Linked DNA regions of Zea mays: region 1 is linked to region 2. The links are chromatin contacts, called in public Hi-C maps. All regions are on one chromosome and are shown on one strand. The core of a region is the stretch at or near the end of the contact, and the rest is flanking DNA. Distances in the headings are between cores, read along the strand shown.

The links. A called contact is a pair of places that touch in the nucleus more often than the background predicts.
Region 1: a contact with region 2 is called in a Hi-C map of root tip, with 2.8 times the contacts expected there. The contact joins the promoter of LOC103641772 here to the enhancer-like site in region 2. A contact is called at or near these places in 5 of 25 Hi-C or Micro-C datasets (ear, leaf and root tip) and 1 of 3 datasets of contacts at active chromatin or transcription factors (leaf).

Annotation. Positions count from the first base shown.
Region 1 is chr10:128,297,648-128,302,654 of Zm-B73-REFERENCE-NAM-5.0, reverse strand. It overlaps LOC103641772 (ABC transporter B family member 15), which reads right to left and starts at 3,138. Exons shown (of 8, transcript XM_008665106.4): 1 at 2,547-3,138; 2 at 2,400-2,454; 3 at 2,113-2,303; 4 at 1,584-2,041; 5 at 949-1,489; 6 at 152-861; 7 at 1-48. The coding sequence starts at 2,786.
Region 2 is chr10:128,136,003-128,140,589 of Zm-B73-REFERENCE-NAM-5.0, reverse strand. No RefSeq gene overlaps it. Among protein-coding and RNA genes, the nearest start is that of LOC103641769, 19 kb to the right of the region's middle. Within about 2 kb of position 3,194, at least 8 of the 20 cell types and tissues checked have an H3K27ac peak or open chromatin away from gene starts, as enhancers often do. A contact at or near this core is called in root tip, where this site is marked.

The sequences.
Region 1 (5,007 bases), core at 1,889-4,388, 160 kb before region 2:
GCCGTGATGCAGACGATGGCGATGCCGAAGAAGACGAGGGAGTACAGCCTGTTGAGAACACAGTTCAGACAAACGTCACTGGCACCGCCATGGCACTCTGCACTGCAATCTATGTTCTCGATCGAGCAATGACGGACACGTCGCGAGGTACCTGGTCTTTGAACGGATGAGGTCGTCGTCGCCGAGAAAATACACCTCCGGCAAAGCTCCGAGGCTGTAAGAGTAGAGCGGCAACACCGCACCGAAGACGATGGCACCGGCGCACCCGAGCAGAGCTTGCTTCCATTCCGGCCGGTTCATCTTGAGCAGGCGGAGCTGCGACGGCTTTCTGCCGCGCGCCGTGTCGCGTCCGTCGACCTTTTCGTCTTCCATTTCCACGGACCGTTCCACCGACCTGAACGACGGCACCGGGCTTGGGTGGAAGTCGCTGGGCACCGACATGATCTCAACGCTACGGAACGACACCCTGTTGCTCTCCGGCTCTACTTCCACCACCCGCTGGCGTTCCTCCCTCGCCACGGACGCCCTCTGCAGCATCGCCATCCGCGCGTAGAAGCCGCCGCCTTCGCCGGCCTCCGCGCCGAGGAGCTCGTCGTGCGTGCCGCGCTCCACCACGCGGCCCGCGTCGAGCACCGCGATCATGTCGGCCTTGCGGACCGTGGAGAGGCGGTGCGCCACGACGACGGTCGTCCGGCCCACGGACGCCCGGTCCAGCGCGTCCTGCACCGCGCGCTCCGACTCGGAGTCCAGCGCGCTAGTCGCCTCGTCGAGGAGCAGGATCTTGGGGTCCCTGATGAGCGCGCGGGCGATGGCGATGCGCTGCTTCTGACCTCCCGACAGCTGCGTCCCGAACTGCCCGACCTGCAAATGCAAGCATTGAACTTGCTCAAGTACAAATAGGCAAATAGCTAGTTCATTCTGTGGCCAGGATTCGAAGCATCGGCATACATTGGTATCGTATCCATGGGGCAATTTGGTGATGAAATCGTGAGCATTGGCCATCTTCGCCGCCACGACGACTTGCTTCAGCGAGGCCGCCTCGTTGCCGAACAGGATGTTCTCCCTGATGGTCGTGGCGAACAGCACCGGCTCCTGGCTCACCAGGCCGATCTGGCTCCTGAGCCACTCGACGTTGAGCGTGCCGATGTCGATGCCGTCCAGTAGTATCTCCCCCGAGTCCTGGCTGTAGAACCTCTGCAGCAACGAGAGGATGGTGGACTTCCCGGACCCGCTGCCGCCGACGAGGCCGACGGTGGCGCCCTCGGAGATGGTGAGATTCACGGCGTGGAGCACCCGCGTGTCAGGCCTTGACGGGTACGAGAAATGCACGTCCTTGAACGTGATCTGGCCCCTGATGTTCTCCATGGCGGTGCCCTTCTTGCCCTCCGTCTCGAGAGGCTGCAGCTTGTCGATCATTTCGCGCATCCGTGCCGCCGCCGTCGCCGCGTCGACGAAGTAACGCAGGTTTGGCAGAGCCACCATGATGGACCTGGAAACCTCAGAGCAGAGCAGTGCCAGGTACGTATCAGGCAGGCTAGCCGCACCGCAACGCATGCATAAGGATTAAGGAATCGCTTAATTACATTCCGGCCAAGACGATGCAGATGGAGGCGACGAAGACGTGACCGCCCTGCGCGTGGAAACGGATGACCAGGACGCTGCCGATCCAGGACATGAAGGACCACACGGCGTATATGACGCCCATGCTCCCGATGACGACGCCCTTGATGAGCCCCTGCTTGATGCCGAGCGCGGTGCTCCGGGCCAGGGCGCGCCCGAACCGCTCCAGCTCCCGCCGCTCCCCGCGGTACGACGCCACGGTCCGGATGGACGACACCGCCTGCTCGGCGACGCCGCCCGCCTCCTGGTACGCCGCGCGCGCCTGCCCCGCCGCGGCGGCCATTCGCTTGCCCAGGTACACGCTCGGGACCACGAAGAGGAGCGTGAACGGGAGGCCCGCGAGCGCTAGCCGCCACGCGAAGACGAAGGCCACGGCCAGCGTGCCGAAGAAGAGCGTAATGTTTGCCAGGACGTTGGGCAGCTGAAACGTGAAGAGAGGTTGAGCGGCTCGGCCCGGCCCGGCCAGGCATGCACGCAAGTAGAGATGGGGACCTTCTCGGCGAGGAAGTCCTGGATGGTGTCGGCGTCGTCGGAGATGGTGGAGATGACCCTGAACGTGGTGCCCTGCGAGGCCGGCCCGGACGTGTCGAAGAACTCCACCTGCTGCCGCAGGACGGCCTCCAGGTACAGCCGCCTCATCCTGGACGCCTGCCGCTCCGCGGTCTGCGTCCAGCACAGCCCCTCTACAAACATTTTGACAGGGTAGAAGCTGCAGAAGATCGACGGACGCCGCAAAAAGGAAAAAAAAAAATATTGGAGACTGCTGCTGCGCTGCTCACCTAGGAAAGCGCAGGCGCCCACGGCAACCGCGACGTACAGCAACCGAAGCGCGAACTGCAGCAACGTGGCAGGGACGGCTCAGAGGGCTGCCCGTGCGGGCAATGTGACATGCCGGTATAGTATACGTTGGTGTTTCGAGAGCTTGCCTTGTCGACGGCGCTGGAGCTGAAGGCGCTGTCGGCGGTCCCGGCGCCGCCGTAGCTGTTGACGATGTCACCGAGCACGAGCATGGAGAGCGGCTGCATCATGCCGTCGCCGAAGCTGCCTAGCGCGCCCAGCGCCATGAGGCACCAGTCCCGCGCGTCGGCGTAGCGGACCAGCTCCAGGGCCGAGGCCTTCTCCTTGGCCGCGGCCGTCGAGCCTGCCGGTGCCGGAGCGTCGACCATACTCGCTCACCGAGTCACCTCAGTCCCCGATGGTCCCTTGCGTGCGTGTGTGTCAGTGTCTGAAGTGGACGACAGCCTGTGCTTAACAGTTCATTGCGTTCTGTGCTCGGGGAGACGGAGACGGAGACGATGCAATCTACTGACGGTAACATGCTCCAATCGGATGGCGTAGTAGTCCGTCCTGTGACTGTGATCCTCTTGTCGCCTAGTCTCGCGTGCGCGCGAAGGTTTTCGAGCGCGGAATATGCTAAGGCCGAAGGGGACTTCTCGTCGATCGGGCGAGCTTATTCCTCCGCGCCCGGATGGGTAGCTTCGGTGCGCGCGGGGCTTGTCCACGGCGATACGGCCAAACCGAGCCTCTGGAAGAACGTAACAGACGAGAGAATATACGTGACTGTACGGCGACCTCGTCTCACCTAAAAACTGTGATCGATCGTAGTCGTCGAGCTCCGGACTTCATCCGAATCGTCAAGGGCCTAACAGTATTTTTTTTTGTGTACTCGCTTCTTTTTTTTTAGACACTCAACTAAGATTTAAACATTTTGACTTTGGCCAATGATTATCATGTAGATTATATTATCGCATCTAATATAAAAGGGATCCAAGTGTACATAATGGGATACTTGTGATAATATAATCAGAATGCGAAGTCGAAGAAGACGAACTTCGTTCTACAGTAATATGAACTCCGTGAATGATCATTACCATCATAAATATTAAGCATTCTGATCTATTAGATAGAGCAATGTTTTTCTACGTCATCTACTTAGAAATATATGAAGCAACTCTTGAAAGCGTGCTTGTTGTCGCCGTGTGGGTTTGTCAATAGCTTAGAACAAGCGAACTCGGCCACAATAACTACTACTCCCTCTTACTTTTTTATTTATCACCGTTTACAGCTTGTTCGCTGCGGCTTGCTGCGGCTGCAATCCGGCTGCGGCTGCGGCTTCTACAGTATTTTTCTCTCTATGGATTGCAGCTGCAGCAATCCAAACAGCTGCAACAGTGTCGGCTTGTAGCCAGCCGAACACGCCCTTAGTTTCAAAATAAACTAACGGACAACAAATATTTGAGAACAGATGTAAGATAATTCACAGAAACAGTCAGTTTAGGTTAACCAAAAAATAAACGACCAGACTAAACGTCTCTATTAATAGTCTAAAAACTCTAAAACAAAAAAAATATAATTTCTAATGTTTGGTCGGAGAGCCACCGGAGTGGACCGGTTCTATTCTAGATTTAGAGAACAGAGCGGCTACATTCCATATTCTAATATTCTAATAGCGGAGTGAAATTATTTTATTTTATGTTTGGGCTCACCATAAAATGACGGGGAGAAGTGAAACGGTGGTATTCTGCCGTTTTTTGGAGCGAGTTCATCTCATATATGGTGGGAATATTCTTGATTTAGACCTGCTCCACTCTGATCGGTCTGCTTACTCTCCAACCAAACACGGAATGGAGTGGCTCCATCCCACCTCACTCCCCAACCAAACGGCCCTAATTAAACTCATGACTAGACTTGTTCAAACTCGGGTTGAGTAAAAATCGGGTGGTGGGTTGTTTGGCATGGCCTATATCCGTTTCGTGTTTAGTGTCAAGTCGGGTTAGCCCGCGTCTTCATGTTGGACGTGTTAGGTGTGGGGTTTTTAGGTTTGGTCAGATGTTTGGTAAAAAATCATAGTTTGTGTCTGGTCTGTGGATTATTGTGAGTCAAAAGCAATCGCATGTACCCGTTCGTTGCAATGGTTAGGCTAGGTTAAATCAGGGGTTTTTTTCGAACGAGACAAATCTGATTTGTAGAGTCGGATGACCCATGCTCAGGTCTACTCATAACCTACCATTCATGTGTTGTTTGGTTAACAAAATATAACGTAAATGGCAACGATAATGATTTATGCTCAAGTACCAGCGGTAATGAGTTTGAATAGGTTATTATCAGTTTTTAGTGTGATATTTGATTACGGTTAAACATAAACAAACATGATTGATCGTTATCAGTTACTCATCACGTTACAAATATGTGAACCAAACATCACCTTAATACTAGCACCTCTCTACTGCTTCAAGTCGACACCACATTCACATGTGATTATGTATAATACAGGGGGGTTAAGCTAGGCATCCGCAATGGGCCCTTACAAATAAGAGGCCCAATTCTAGACATGTATGCTATTTGTGTATCATGTATGGGATCTCAGCCCATAGAAGCAGGTCCATA
Region 2 (4,587 bases), core at 1,945-4,444:
TCATCACCTTGAGAGTGGGATGATCAGGGACTCCCTGGTTTAGGGGAGGGCCTAAGGTGTTGGCTCAGCTGGTTTAGGCGTGAGCAGAAGGATTGTCCCCTCATATAAGGACTGGCTTGTCATTTTCACTACCTGTACTCCTTTATCGTACAACCACTCGAGACTGTGTGGGCAGTCACTCGATCCGAACTCGTGCGGTCCAACCCCAGGGTTAAGAAGGCTGGGGAGCACCGGGAGGATAAGGAAGGGGAAAGTTTTGTCCGGTTTGGGCATGGTGGTGGCCTGACTCCTTCCGGATAACCGTTAAGGTTAGGACGTACGGGTAAGGAAAGAGATCCGGCATTCGGGTCTCGCGACGGTGAGATCGCAGAAACCGGGCTAGTGGGTAAAGTGTACCCCTCTGCGCAGAGTTGAAACCTATTTGAATAGTCCGTGTCCACCGGTATGGACGAGTCTGGTATGGTATGGCAATTAGAGCTTTTCACTAAGTTTCTTGACAAGGGAAAGGTGTGATTAAATGGGTGTTGAAAAAAAGATAATAAGGCCACGGGAGCGGGAAGCTCAGTGGTGGTTGAGTTTTTGGTTACTTTTAAGACCATGGGGAAAACCTTCAAGCAACTGCCTTTCTCTAAGAAAATGATGAGTGACATCAACTCCACCAAATTGAGCATGTACATCATAGGTCTCTTTCTCTCTACGGGAGCGGGGTGGGCTTGCGGAATACCTAGTGTATTCACCCAGATTTATTTATGTTTTTCAGCAGCCGAGGACTTCTTTTCTGCTATGCTTGATTAAGAGGGTTGTGTCTGTACCCAGTTCTGCCTGTGGCTTGGGCTAGTGTATTTTCCTACTGCGCTTCTCTATTTGGCTCTCTCGAGCTTGTACCCCAGTATTGTAATAAATTTATCTAAACTCTGTACTATTTGAAGTAAGGAATGTGTTTACTAGCCTCCTGGGACTAGTAATTGTTTCACATTTGAGTCCCAAAGGATCGGGACGCTTCAGCCAACATGCTAGGGTTTCGTGGGCTGCGCGGGAGGGATGTGAGGCGAAGTGGGCCAAATTGGTGACTGTCGGCCCAATGGTGCATAGTTTCGTTTTATTTTTATTTTTCTCCACTATTTCCTTCCCTTTTGATTTTTAAACTTTGAATTTCAATTCAAATGTTGTTGTGGATTTGTTTTTACCAATTAAACATGTTCTGTGAACATCCAGTATTAATTTCATTTATAAAATTCATTTTGTATTTTTATAGTACCTCTTTTCTTTATTATTTTCCCTTTCTCACTTATAAATTAAGTCTTAATTCTATTTTTTCAAATTTAAAATTGTCTCACAAATTTGAATACAAATGTAGAAATACAATAACCACAACATGATATGCATATTTCTTTATTTATTTATTTGTTAATTGACCAATATTATTTCATTATTTAAATATGCACAAATAGAATAAATTCAAATAATCTCTAAAGGTTCCATAGATTCTAAAACACTTTTATATCAATATATGCATTTATTTATTTATTTTATTACACCAATTTTAGGGCTTTACATCGGGCGAGACGTGAATCCTCCGGGGTCGGCTGCCTTTGCCCGAGGCTGGGCTCGGGCGAGGCGAGATTGTGTCCCTTGAGTGGACTGAGCCTTGACCTTAATCGCACCCATCAGGCCTTTGCAGCTTTGTGCTGATGAGGGTTACCAGCTGAGATTAGGAGTCTTGGAGGTACCCCTAATTATGGTCCCCGACAAGCTAAGTTACATTTTTTCTATCTCTCCTCCCACCTCACCCTAGCCGCCGACCTCTCCCTCCCCCGGCCATTGGTTCTCTCTCCGGCTGGCCAGCTGCGGGACCCTCCCTCCCCTCCCCCATGGAGCATCCCACCTTCGATGCCACCCTTGTGACCGTCGGCGCGGGCGTCGGTGTGCGCACCGCCACCACCACGTCCGCGGGCCTCCTCCCTGATGTTGGCCTGCTCGCTCTCACCGACACGGGTGTCGTCTTCCCCGACACCGCGGCCGACCTCCTCCCTGCCGCTAGCAGCTCCATCTCCTCCCGCAACAACAGCAAGCTCATCGTGGATGGGGCCCCCTTCATAGTCGGCCTTGGCCCCTCTCCGGAGGCCCCTGTTGTCCTCTCTGTGCAGCAGGGTGCCCGACGCTCCTCGCCAGGCTTCCTCGCCCACTACCCCCCCTCATCGAGCCCACGTGAACCGACATCGTCACATCCTCGTCGCCCTCTACGCTTGTCTCTACCGCCTTAGTTGCGGCAATCACCACCAACCAGGCGTCTGTCACCACCTCTCAGGATCACGAGCATGTTGCGTCCTTTGCCTTGGAGCAAGAGCGCGCCATGGGCGCCGCCTTGACCGTTCAGATGGCCACCACACAATGCCTCCTCCTCGGTCGCAGTCCTACCCCTGTGTAGGAGTCGAACCATGTAGACATTGTTTTGTTGATTAGGTACATAAATACATGTGATTAAATATTTTTTTATTTTTAAAATATATATACAATGAGTGATCTAGTTTTGTTCAAAAAATCTCAGCAACACAAATATGAAATCGGTTCGGTGATTAAATCTTTTAATCGGAAGATACGCCTGTAGCAGCTCTCTCCCGCCGACCTGGCGCCGGGTACAATTTTGCACGGGCTCAGCCTGCATCTGTGGAGAAACCAACCAAACAAGGAGTGCTTTAATGCTCAGCGGGTGTAGCTGCACCCACAGAGCAGCCAACCAAGCACGCCCAAGCCCAACGGTTAAGCCGATTTATTAGCTCATACTACATTGCTGTGGGTTTTATTTATGGTTGGAATCAGCGTTAAGCTTGTGCTCTCCATGAGTAGGGAATAGCACTAGCTTTTAGAGCGTGAGTTCAATAATATTCCCTTTACAGAACCTTCTTTGTCAGCAGTACGCTCGCAGGGCACAGAGGCACTCGATCCTCGATCCAGGCCATGGAACAAGTGGCAGGAAATGCTTCCAACCACATGCATGTGCTCGGTGTAGCTGCTGGTGCAGGAAACATGTTGTTGTGATCTGTTTTGCTGTACTACAGGAGACGTCCGCGTGCAGCCGCAGAAAAGCTCCAGTGATGATGGCGTGCATTTGGTCAACTGTGTCACCAAGACACTCTGTCAAAAGCTCCAGTGATGATGTCGCACATTAGGTCAACTGTCACACACATACAATCTGTGCGCTGCGCCGCCACTGGGGAGCAGAGCAGAGCAGAGCAGAGCTAGCCGACACGGGCGGTCGTAGGTCCGGGGCCATACATGAGCATGATGAACTTGCTGGAGCCGCAGTACAGTGCGTTGAGTGCTTGACTGCTTGTGCTTCTTCGCAGATCGTTACGGGGAGCAGAGACCTGATCTTCGACAAGGACGCAACTCCAACCGCAACAGGACGCAACGCAGAGCACAGCGCCCAGCCGCCCCGAGCGGACGCCAGTTCGTAGCAGGTTTCCGAGCGGACGCCACTTTCGTCTCCCAACATAAGTTATTTCCGAAATTACTAAGGAGTCTGCAGAAATCCAGTTCGTAGCAGGTTTCTGTATAGTAGGCCAGGCACTTAACAGGTTTCATCGGTTACAGTTATTCATCAACCAGTCTTCCATTTGCTCCGATTAGTAGTTTTAACAGTAAACGCTTATCTGGTCACCTAGCACACAGATTCTTTTAGCTTAGCACCATTTTGCTGTCTGATTAGATGGTTTTTATACCTTCAAAGTGTGAGATGTATAGCTAAGCAGATGTAATATCATCTTATTTGACACGACATGAAAAGGGCAAGACAATTTGTCACGAATTGACCACACCTACATGACTCAAGCGTTCAAGGCTGTCTGCGCAAAGCACTGATGCTTAGGTTATGTAGAGTGTCATGTGTTACTTGGGGGCACCCATTTGAACATTGGCTGCGAGATGGTCGTGCTAGCCACTGTAGGCCATCAGACAGTTTTTTCTTTTGGTTTCTTATCAAGTTTTAGCTTGGTTTGATTGTGAGGATTGGAACTAGGTTTGTTAGACAATAGACATGCTCATCGTTTCTTAGCTTGGATGGATTGTAATGAGCAGCTCTATGTATGAGGAATGACTGACATGGGAAATCAAGCTTAAAAAGAGCCTCTAGGGCTCAAGCTGTTTCTCTACCCTGTCCCAAACATCATGGGTAATGTTTGTTTTTTTAATCTGTTCTATTGCCTAGAATGGAACTAGATGGTGTAGGGTTCTTAGTTACTGTGTTCAAACTATGAAACTAGCTTTTACCTGCAGTATCTCTGTCTATTTTATGTCTCTGTGACTTAATTTCTACTGGTGACTCGGGGTAATAGTATCAGTAAGATGAAACTTGGTGAACAAATGCTTTTCTTTAACGAAATTTGTGGGACTGGTTTTCTGTTTTTATAAGAGATGAAGAATTGACACTAGAAAGAGTTCGAAAGATTTATGTGACTCAGTTATCTTCACCCTTTGGTTTCTAGTGGACGGTACACAGTTCAAAGCAACTCCACTGAGTGCATTCTTCATGTTCATGGTATGCTGACACGATATGTTCACCTGACAGCCAATGCAAATGCTCTCAAA